Linked DNA regions of Anas platyrhynchos: region 2 is linked to region 1. A link is a contact called in public Hi-C data. All regions are on one chromosome and are shown on one strand. The core of a region is the stretch at or near the end of the contact, and the rest is flanking DNA. Distances in the headings are between cores, read along the strand shown. Region 1 overlaps ACYP2 (acylphosphatase 2). Region 2 overlaps EML6 (EMAP like 6).

Region 1 (6,032 bases), core at 1,639-4,138:
TTTGATTCAATATTTCCAACTATTACTTCAATTTTTAATTCATATTAATCCAAAAGCACTGGTTATCACATTGTGCTCTGATAACCTGTTGTACTGATATGTAATTACCACAATTCATTGTTTCAAAAGTAAATCTGACTTCCTAGTTTGACATTGATTCTGAATGCTAATCGTTAAAAAAAAAAAAAAAAAAAAAAAAAACTAATTCTAATACTGTGGATATCACCAGAAATCAATGCTCCATTTTACTCAGGAAAAGTTAAGGCTCTAGGGAAGCTTGTACGAGTCAGAAGTGAGTGCTAAGTTAAAGATTAGGCTCTGCAAACTGTACATGTATTTGGAGAAATGAAACTGAGTGACTCACAGTGCCATTTTTGCAAGGATACAACAGGAAAGAGTCTACACACTGAAAGAAAACTTTCCTGACAGTAACTATAGTGTACACATCAAGTCAACTGGAAAAGTTTCTTGGCACTGAGTATATCCTACGGATTTCTGAAGAGAAAGCTAAAAAGAATTTGCTCGACACTGAAGACCTTGCCTATCTCAAACATATCCATGTTTGCTTCCCAAACAAATGATTTTCAGTAACTGTACAAGCAAACAGACCCTAAGGGAAAAATCCATAACTTGACAATTTTTCCTTTGTGCTAGCAACCCAACGATATGAAACTAACTGGAAAAACACCTGATAGAAATCCGTTACTGTACCCAACAGGAACTACTCGGGAAACAAATTAAAAGAATGTTTTTTTGGAACGAAAAAGTTGCTTGTAGCATCTGTCAGGTCTAGGAAGCAAGTTTCTGCAGATTTACTTGATTCCATTCACCAAAACTTACATGTTAGACGTGCACTCTGTCGTTCATAATGTTATTTTTAACATTTATTCCTAGCAAAACCAGTTTCTCTCCTCTTCACTCTAATTCTGATTCTCCAATTCCTTCCCTGGCATCCTTATTCTATATGCATCTATTTGCATCTATTGTTTCACTAGACACAGGCAGTTTAAAGATCAGTTTCAACATGACAAATCAAGAGATTTTGTATTTGTAAGCATCTACAGGCAGATAGATACCACAAAAAAAAAAAAAAAAAAAAAAAAACACAAATTGCATGCTTCCATATATCCCACAATACAAGAACTCCAGCATTCAAAGAAAGACTGCAGGAGGTAAATAAAGGAATAGTAGAAAGCAATACTGAATGGAAGAAAAAAGTAAACAGAGCCCCAAGCGACATGAAATCCTCACTCTGCAGAGAGTCTCTGGCCATGAAGCAGTTGATACACCCTCTGTATATTATGGGTTCACGAACTGCATTCACCATACTGCGTTTTCACTTTGCTGTGAGGCCAAGAAATTCAGGGGGCCCACGCTAGGTTCAGGTATAGCTCGGGCTCAACATACTCCAGAAAACCAATTCAGAATTCAATTAATCCAGCTATTATGAACATGGATTCAGGATCTGCTTTTCCTCATTTGTCATTAGCATTGCTATAATCAGACACAGCGTAATAAGACAAACATATCTTGGCATTACTTGCACAGCTAGATATCAAGTGTTTGGAGCAACAAAATGTGCACTGAACCTACAGCACAGAACAAGAAACAGCTGGAAACTATTCCTAATGCTCTTACTGTCCTCTTTTCACTAAACATTATTGCTAATCCCACACATCCAGGTTGATTAATCAAGTGCCAGAAAAATCAGATGACCAGGAAAAATCATATGAGATCTTTCAAATAAAATTCAGTCTTTGATTGCCTTTGGGTTTTGGCATCATCTTAACAGAGCTTATTTTTCTATGACATGCAAGGCTGGGAACATTTTATTTATTTTTATAAACAGAAATTCAATTCCTACATAAGTTTGTACCAAGGACTGAGGCTTTAAGAAAAGAGGTGAAGTACTGTCACAAAAATCTTAGTTGGCAATACAGTCAAGCAAGACACGATCACTGGGTCATTACTGAATTAAGCAGTCAGTGTGCCTGAAGACAAGCTTCACAGAACAGCCTGTTGATCTCCATAAAGTTATTTTATTCACCAAATTCAAACCTAAAACATATCAAAGTTTATTTGCTTGAGGAACGGCCCTCTTTATATAGAGCTTAAGTTACAGCTGTTATCCTCAAAGTTCTACTTCTTTTTTCTTTATGAAAGGTGAAAAAAGAAACTTTCCATCAAGATCTGTATGCTTTGAGAAAACCCTCAATTTATGAGAGTAGCCTCTCCTTTATTTGTAAATATCTTTGGATTGCTTATATTTCATGGGGAAGAGTTTCTGTCCTCCAGTCAGTTTGTACCACTACAGCAGTACAAGCAGCCAAAACTTTTAGATAGCCACAAGAGAAATCGTGTTTTCTGCCAAGCTGTAGTGGGGCCAGAGCAACTGGGAAGGCAAAAGTGTTCAAGGATTTCCATGTCTGCTGGTATAAAGACAGCTCCTCTTCTGCTGTGAAGTGACAGAATCAAGGACAACATCGTTTAGTGCTTGGTTCTCCTGCCTTACTCTTTCTTTGACCTGGCTATAGAACCAGAACTAACAACTTCTTTTGTGGCAGCGTTTATCAGAGTACTTCATCTGTTAAGAATTAAGCAGAATTTTCTTAAATACTACCTATTAAAACATAAATGCTTGTGTTAAATAAGGTAACAGATTTATGTTACACAGTTAAGGACAACCATTTTTTTCTTTAATTATGTAGGAACTTATTTTTAAAGGTGCAGTTTGCTATAGAGACCGAGATGACTGCATGAACAATGAAGAGAACATGTTATGCTTGCCTGCTAAACAAAGCATGCTGGAGGGAAATATGCACAGCTCTTCCACTTCAGACTCCTGTATTTAGTTATGGCCTTGAGATTAGTTCCAGAAGCCACTGCAGGTTACCCTGCTTTAAGAGCAAGGAAGCTGTTTGAGAGAAGCGGGTTACCAATCAACGTGTTCTAAACAAGCCACCAACAGGAGCTCAAAAAGGACTGTGCATCCCAGCCTCGGGCAAGCCTGTGTCACCCCCTTCATGTTCATTTCACTGCTGCCAGCTTTCACTTGTGGATTTGCCTGATCTTGGGACCAGCTGAACATGACAATTCTGGATTATATTTTAGGAGGTGTCGATCAGAGAACTTATTTCTACCTACTGACAGCTGCTAAAAATTTACACTCGCTACATATCAGATATACTTTGACAACAATGCATTATTCAAAGTACTATAAATTCCCTGTCCTTTCCCACTTCGTCCTTTGAGGTTTTTCTCTAAGGTCAGCAGCAAGCAACCCCCTACTAGGGAAACCACTGCTGTAAACAAACACTTGGCTACCCTGGGACAGACTCACATCGCCCAGAGGCACTACATTTTTATTGCCTTCAGTACTGTGCCATTTCTCTCCCTTTTCTTCCAAAAGAATACTGGGTTTGACAACACATCACCTGGTAAAACTGAGGGAAAAAAATGCTGTTTTTGTCAAGTGCCCTGTATCTCAACAGCACATGCCAAACCTTTGAACAGATGATGAACAGAGCAAGGCAAACATGTTTCCCATAACAACTGTCATGCTTCAGTCAGGGAAATATGCACAGACAGGCCCTTGCACCAACAGTCCTGCTAGAGACACCTGAGCTCCATGTTCATACAGAAGCTATCCATTTCAAGATTAATGCCATAGCTTTTGATAGCCACGTTAGTTGGTAAAACATTTGAAGCATTAAATAAGTTCTGTTTCCAAAGCACACAGTAACAGACCTTTTATGCCTTTCTGCGGGGAGTCACGTTCCCAGTGACACAATCCCTTTGGGAGTAGACAAGTTTCCATGCAGGACTCCAGCTAAAGCCATGAACTTCATTTTCTCCATTGGGAGGGCCCAGAAGAGCAGAGCCTGTAGCACACAGCCTTTAGCCTTAGGGGCACTGTTGCCAGGAGAAAGGCGCCAGACAGGTCCCTGGCAGGTGGGATCCCTGCCCAGGCCACAGCAGCCCCTGCAGTGCCAGCATTCCCTCCGTACCCACCCCACATGGCGGCACAACATCGCAGAGCAAGCACTGGCACTTCTCCCACCAATGGGCTGCTTCGTGCCCAGCTCCCATGTGTTCCATGCTTTGCAATTCCCCCTCATCTCCAGCAGGCACACCTTCCATGATTGACAAGTAGAAAGCTTAGAGAGAGTTTAAGTCTTTTGATTGCTCCCAACATAAAATAAAATATCCAGTATTTCTCATGACGCATGGGGCTCAATATTTAGGTTGTCAGCCCCCTACATATTTCTGGTTGGGAATAATAGGAAAGACTCCTTTAATAATAGCTTAGAAATTATAACCCAGGCACTAACTTAAATGGATTTTTGTTAGCCTAGATTCAGTGAATAATTGTGTTCCTTTGTCCCAGGCAAAGGAACAGCTTTAAGATGAAAAACTTTTTTTTTTCCCCAAAGAAAAGAGTACAGGTCCAGTTTTTTCTTTGCTTTTAAATATTTATCCCTGGATCTTGAAAGTCCCAAGAAACCTGTTGTATGTGCTTAAACAGCCTAGCAGAGAAATCCTGCCTGCTGGTTTGGTCTTACACCAAAACCCTTTAGAAGGATAATGAAGACAGCATCACATTTCATAAGAGATTTCCCAAACGCCTGCTGAGCTGACCTTGTTTACAAGTGCTCACTGAAACAATTAATTGCTTGTATTGCTTGTATGTTCCACTCCCCACTGCCGGGGCTGAGTTTCCTGCCTATACTGTCCATATGGACACTAGCCAAAAAGAAAATTTCTGTGTAATTATCCAATTAATTATTATCAATACTAGCACTTAACAAGAAAAATTGACAGCTGGTATACATAACCACTTCATTTCTATCATGCAAAAACTACAAAGGCATTGGTTTTCTCATTAATAGCAAAGAAATAGGTTGAATGGTTTTGTTTTAAGCTACAGAGGACAAGAAAGACAAGAAGAATAGAGTGGTGAAATCGTGGACCAGGAACTGGGAAACAACTTGGATGGTTTGCAAGATGCTTCCTGTGACACTGTGCCAGTCAGTTCCTCTCCATGCTATGGTGTTCTATTTTTACATTAATACTCACACTCCCTGGCTTTATTGCTTAATTTTACTGTCTACTCCTAGGCAGTGGGAATCTCTTACCTGGTAATGAGGCAGAATAGGGCCCTGACTAACTACAGCCTATCAGGTTTTTCACATTGTACCATTTAACATCAGTGGGATTTTGAGGGCACAGCAGTCATTTTCCAATGTATCATGGGAACCCTGTCTGCCTCAACTTTCATGAAGCTGACCACAGTCTATGCGTTTTGGTTGGTTGGTTGGTTGGTGGTGGTGTTTGTGCTTGTTGTTTTTCTTTGTTTGATTTTTTTTAAGCATAAGTAGACATCAAGTGATATTTGGGACAAGCAACAAGGATCAATTTTTTTTATCTCCAAAGCTGAGTAATACAGCTCAAGCAGTTTCCCAGCCAAACAAAGTGTAGCATGGGCAACAGCCAGTTGCAAAAGCACAAATACAAATTTGTGTACACAATTCCCAGAGTATAGGTGTGATCTAACGGAAGACATGCAACTAATCTAAGAGTGAACATGTTCATCTTCAAAATGATTTTTTGAGCAAAAAAAAAATTAATTTTTCTCTCAAATAGGAGCTAGCAGGATTTGCTTTCCAAACAAATTTACATTAAAATGTGCTGCCAGGTCGTCTGTGAGGCTGCTGGGGAGCCTGAGCTTTCAAAGTTTGGTCCCAGGACAGCTGCAGTGCACATGCTTGCTAAACACCAGTGCTTCCAACATTCCTGGGTCCACAAAGCCTCCACAGAGCTCACTCAGGACCAGAGTCTTCTCAGTACCTTGAGGAAAACACAAGTTTCCAGGCTCCAGCTCCACAGTCTGCAAAAGCAGAACAGGTTAGGGAGATGTCAGACCAGCAGACAGAAGCCATCTCATTATCCTAAAGCCCTAGAACTCCGTAATCATATAAGTTTGTCTACATGGTCTGAAGTTGAAGTATATACTTGTACTGTCCATAGTAGTT
Region 2 (6,032 bases), core at 1,210-3,709, 320 kb before region 1:
ACAAGAACTTGGGTTCAAGCATAAATCTATCAGGCATTTTTAGAAATCATGGCAATCACAATCAACAAAGAATCTTTGCTCCAGAAAACATAAGGTGTAGTCAGTAGCTATTTAAAAGGTAATTCTGTAAAATGCAATGCTAAGGTATTATTTATTATATGGCTATAGCATTATAACCTTATCTTGTTCCTTAATAAATGCAACTGAAAGAGGCAAATCTATGGCTGATATTCCAAAAATTCCCCAGAGTAATGAAAAATAAATTAATTATGATTAAGCACTGAAAAATACTTTGCTAAATGCTCTGACATGAATTGATTGAAATTGTAAGGCTGTTTTCACAATCAGAAAAAAAAAAGAAAACAACAAAAAGGTATGATTAAATATTACTCTACCCATGTATAAACTGCAATTTTAAACTGTCCTCAGGTGCTCGCTCTCTTTTAAGGAAGGGCACAGAATGGTTTTTCTCTTTACTTTGTTGTTTCAGCTGAGGTAGATCTTCTTTGTAAACCTGAATAATAATTGTTAAAGTTAATTGCACAGCTCTAGTTTTCTGAATATTTATATATATACAAGAAAGTCACTGTTTCAAGCAAGTATTACAACTTGATATACTGTTAATGTGATGTTCATCTGTTACAACAAAGAGCAAGTCATTATCCATCCCTGCAGAACTTCTGATAATAAATGTTTTCCAGATAGGAAAACATTTCATGTGCCCTGACACATGAGGGGCTCAGAACATCACTCTGGAGTAGCATCATAAGAACGTACTTTTTCTACAAGATGCCACTTAATGAAAAGGATTTAAAATACTGACAAACACTTTTTAAGTCTCTAAGTGTCTTTTTAACTTCATATGTATTTCAGTGTACACAGTCAAAGCTGGACATAATGAACTAATTCTAGCTAGGGATTATGGTGAAATACACACAAACCAACAGCACTTAAGTGATTTGCCATTGTGTCCAGAATTGTGAAGCACAATTACAGCCCTATAGACAAAACTAAAGTCACAAATTACCATGCATCTACATTTTTCAGAAATTATGACATTCTTTGAGGATGCTGAAGATGTTTGAAGCCTCTTGAAAGCCGTGGCACTAAACAAAATCCATTATAACGCTGACATACAGCCTTATTGTTTGTTTTCTGTCCCCACATTTCTTTTTTTGTTTGCCTTTTTTTTCTCTTCCCCCAAAAGGACAATGAAAATTTCAACTCCACAGAAACATATGTGACTGCAGAGATAGAGTATTGGATATTTACCAGAACAACGTTCATATAACTTGAGATGGGTTTTTGATATGGTAGCTAAATAGAACCTTAACACATTTTGTCTGTCACTCATATGAAATGTATTTTGTCCTTAGTGTTCTCATCCATTTACCTCCTCAGTGAATGCTGCCAATAAAAAAGAATACCAGGAGTATCATTTTCTAATGCATCTGAATACGCAGAAGTCTTTACACTGCTTCAGCCACAAATTTTTTAAAAAAGAAGAACAAATCCACGTCTCAAAATAAGATCCGTGTTTTTAAGTCTCCATGTGCTTTTGTAAATTATTTCCTCTAAAGAGTGATTTTCTTCTAAGTGCAGCTTATATGCTTGATGTTGTCTCACATTTCCTGTATAAATCCTATTTTAAGTTGCTTCTAGCTTTGTCATACATTAGCCTGTGTGAAATATTACAGTTTAACTGCCTAAAACTATTTTTTCCATTTTCAGGTTTTAATTCCAGACGTCCTTTTTGACACATAGACAGTGTGGAGGAGGAGGATGTCTGATTTGAATTCAGAGGGAGAATCAGGAGGAGGAGGAGGAGGCTGGAACAAGCACTCCAGACAGACTTGGAGTAAATGAAATGGTGGAGAGAAAATTTGACAAACCTCTGCTTCACTTGGCAAGCAAAATAGATCGCTATAATAAACAGGTAGAATAAGCTGCTGTCTGAAGGACCTACATCACATAATACAGGATCTAGAAAGTGTGGTGAGAAGACAAAAGATAGCCCTTTTCCTAAAGTCTAGAATGTTAGAGGGTGACCCCATCAGCGCTCTAGAGAGCAGCTACATGCAGCCATGAAGTCACTCAAACAAACTGGAAGTTCCTTGTGTATTTTGCATGCTTTGGGCACTTAGTCTGAGATTCTAGTTCTGGTCTGTGGAAATTTTGACCTTTCACCATTGAAATTGATAAGGTAACATGTCAAGGCGATAATTAATAGTCTACTCACAATGATAATGACTCCTGAAAAATCAGGTCTCAAGTATTTTAAAATGGAAGCCAAAATCAGAAGAGCAAGCAAACCATTTGGTATGAATGTTTCCTTGTCTTCAAAACAAAGATAATAGCACCCTCCGACGTCACAGACTGATAAAAAGATCAGTGTTTACGTAGCACTTAGTAAATTCAGCCAAGACTCCTGATCACCAGACAAGCCTACAGTGACAATGCAGATCCAAGGTCAAGCTGACACATTGAGTCAGCAAGTCAGAATCTGCTCTGGAGACAGTAACCCGGGACAGCTACCATAACTGACTGCCAGAGCTCACAAAGCCACAGCCCAGTAGTTGCCAGACATTGGTAAATGTGATGTAGGAGGCCCTAAATCAAGCCAAGACCCAAGATCCAAGTCTGGATCAATTGGGGTACATGGTCAGGCCTTTATCAGAGCTGAAGGGTATTGGGAGACATCATTTATTCAAGATGAATAGAAATTGTTATGATATTTTTAAGGTATAGAAGCCACTATTCGAAACACGGAGCTCATATAAAAACAGGAAGAAGCTAAGCTATGTAACAGAACATTTTCATTAAGGACTGAGGTCGAGTGAATGGCAAACTCAGAAGTTGACAAATTATCAGGAGAGAGATCAACAGGAGTCCATCGAGAACGTAAGGGAAGCACCTGGAGCATGATTGCAAGAGATAGAGAACAGTGAGTTTTGTTTTTCTGTTGTTCACTGAGTAGAACTTGATACTTGAAGTGAAGATACAACATTTTTGTTCAACTGTGTTAATGAAATAGGTTTTTATATAGAAACAGTACGTTGTTTCAACTTTGCAAATAAGTGGATCTGAATCAGACAATTCCAAACTCTTATTTGTTTCTCCTGTTAAGGAAAGTAATCAACAGGATTCTAAATAATACTTAATGACACTGGCCAAAGCAGAATCAGTTTCATGCACAGACAGAACATGAGCCAGGATAAATCATTCTATAAAGTTCAATTAAAATTTAACAGAATTCCAAACGCTTTAAAAATCAAAGCTAAAGGAATACTCATTACATTTTTTTAAATTTTAATTAAAATAATAGAACATGTGTTATAAATCAACATCGAAAGATCAGGTTAAAGAGTGGAACGTCATACTACAGTTCCTGAAAAAAATCAATGCAGAAAAGACTGCTCATTTGATTTGTTTTTCTCTTGCATGGAAGCAATCTATTTTAATTTATCTAAGAAAGTAGTTGTATTGAAAACAGAAAGAAAATTCAGTGTATTAAGTGATCAGTAAAGACTGGTTTTACTTTGTTCTCATAAACTAGAGAGATTTTAATTCTTGGACATTTTGTCATTGGTAATAAAAATAATCTGTCATAAATAAATGTATTGTACAGGCTTCATATTCATTAAGAGGATTATTCTGCTTTGAATATGCAGAAGTCATAGGAAAACTCCATCATCTCTATTTTACAAATTAAATTTCTGAATCTGATTTGAACTGTCTTCATTAGCACACATCATAGGAATGGAAGTAGTGATAAGCTCTCACAAAATGTTTAACTTTGTGCTCTATAAGATATTTTCTTATTTCAATATATAATTATATATACACCAATGTATTTTTCTTCCAACCCTTTCAAATTCTCATCCACAGATAAATAAACTGGTTTTATTTATATTTATTGCATAATCAGCAGAATACTGTCAAAATAATCTTCTTACAGTAGGCTCATGAATTAGCTGCAAGCTTCTTTTACTCATCTTTACTGAATACTCATGATAACTTGTCAGGCAATTGGCACAACGTATTAATTTCTACTCACCTGGCGATCATAGTTGATTTGAGCTTCCTGTTCAATGTCAGAATCTAACTCTGGCACATCAGATAAATCTGAATCTGACTCTTCACTGTAGGAATCAATGCCACCCTCTGCATAAAAATAATTCATATATAACAGACATCTAATTACAAGGAAATAGTATGTGACGTTTTTATTATAATTTAGACTATATGCAAACTAGTATTCAACAACTTTGGAAAAATAAGCAGCTTGTAAAAATCTTATGGGCTGACTGAGTGCATCAGGTTTCATTTCTGTTTCTCCTATTTCAATGCCTGGGACGGGATGGTGGCAGAGGGAAAAAGAGTAAGTAAGTAGTTACTAGCACATTTCCATCATCTTAAAGAATGTGTTATTAATAGGCACTGGAGTGAGTACATACAGAAATGGTAAATAAAATCTTTCAGTGTGATCACTTTCCATGTATAAAAAGATTTGCTATAACATAAGCATTTTACCAATTACGTAGGTAGAGTGAATTTTTGCCCTTGTGTTGAGGGCAATCAAATTTTCAGCAACTGCCATAGTTTGTATGGCTTTTGTAAAATATTTTAAATATCATGGATATAGCAGGAAAATCTATCACATATAATAAAAGCGTGAATTTGCATTGCAAATGTAAGTAATTCAATGTGTGCAGTCAGGCTTCTGAAGGCAAGTTAGATGGCTAATTCTGAAAACTGAATTTGATCTAGTTATCTCCATCTAAGCTGTTTTTTTATACGCTTTGGCAAATACTACTTGTGTATTCTTAAACATACAACATAGCACACTGCAGAAAGAAATGGTTGCCTGTAAGAAGTAAAACTGTCACAGACATACTGAGTCGATGTCATTCCATGGAATTGCAATAAAAAAAATGTTTTTCTGCTAATTCAATAAAAGCTTTTGCATAATTGCTGCATTCTCTGTTATCCTATTTAATAAATAATTTAGAAGAGATCACTTTTACCTTGTGGAGCTGTTTCGAGGATGCCATTTGTTATCCCTTCAGGGATAAATCGCCACTGAAAGACAGAGTGATCAGCACCTCCTGTACTTAAAACCCACTGAAAGTCATGGGACCATCGGACATTGGTTACATGTGCTGAATGACCAACATATTTTCTAAATTTAGCTCCTAAAGTGAAAAATAGAACTGTTAATATGTAAGAAGAAAAACAAAATTAACATGGTAACTAATGAAGGCAGGCTTTCCAACTGAAACTGAAAAGAAAGCTACAAAAAATACTTAAATGTCTGTTTTGATATTGTGATGCTAATTATAATTTTAATATAAAATACATGTTATAAAGTAACAATATGGTCACTTCAGTTTTCAGAAAAATACTTAAATCTTGGCAGGAGGTAGTAGCTACAGATAGGGTTAAATTTTCATCTTTATGGACATTAATACTGGTATGAATTATAAAAATAAACTACATACATTTATTCAAATGCACTATCAAAAAATAATACTTATATAATATCAACTTAAACACTGAAGATCATAGAAAGCCAAAAGGTTATCATATTTAGTTTTATTGGCTTTATGTGTGGTACAGTGCAATTAACGAGGAAACAACCTATGTTAAAAAATTCACAGCCTACTACAAATATGAAGTAAATAGCCCACACAGAGCTACGCTGACACATACTAATAGACAGTGAAGCCCTACTAGTTTCTGAAATTATTACTGGCATAAATTTGGATGACAATATAGTATTAGCGTAAGCACATGCTAAACTAGATATTCTGAACAAGTACATACACATTGGCAGGAAATTGCTAGATACAAAGCGGGTTAAAATCTCATAATTATGTCCAATAATACTAATGTGAATTGTACTCACACTAACTTGAGTTATACACCTGAATTTAAAGTCTCTCTCAGAAAATACACTGATACAGCATTAAACAAACATCACATTCTTCAGAAATACAAAATACTGTCTTACCTTTCTTTAGGCATGGAAA

Evidence for each region. A called contact is a pair of places that touch in the nucleus more often than the background predicts.
Region 2: a Hi-C map of liver shows a contact between it and region 1, with 4 times the contacts expected there. The contact joins two enhancer-like sites. A contact is called at or near these places in 2 of 8 Hi-C or Micro-C datasets (liver and subcutaneous adipose tissue).

The regions. Positions count from the first base shown.
Region 1 is chr3:4,050,762-4,056,793 of IASCAAS_PekinDuck_T2T, reverse strand. All of the region lies in intron 3 of ACYP2 (acylphosphatase 2), which reads right to left. Among named protein-coding and RNA genes, the nearest start is that of ACYP2, 11 kb to the right of the region's middle. Within about 2 kb of position 2,888, at least 2 of the 8 cell types and tissues checked have an H3K27ac peak or open chromatin away from gene starts, as enhancers often do.
Region 2 is chr3:4,366,133-4,372,164 of IASCAAS_PekinDuck_T2T, reverse strand. EML6 (EMAP like 6) reads right to left here. Exons shown (of 41, transcript XM_038175865.2): 10 at 6,014-6,032; 11 at 5,028-5,195; 12 at 4,058-4,164; 13 at 396-514. Among named protein-coding and RNA genes, the nearest start is that of EML6, 72 kb to the right of the region's middle. Within about 2 kb of position 2,459, at least 2 of the 8 cell types and tissues checked have an H3K27ac peak or open chromatin away from gene starts, as enhancers often do.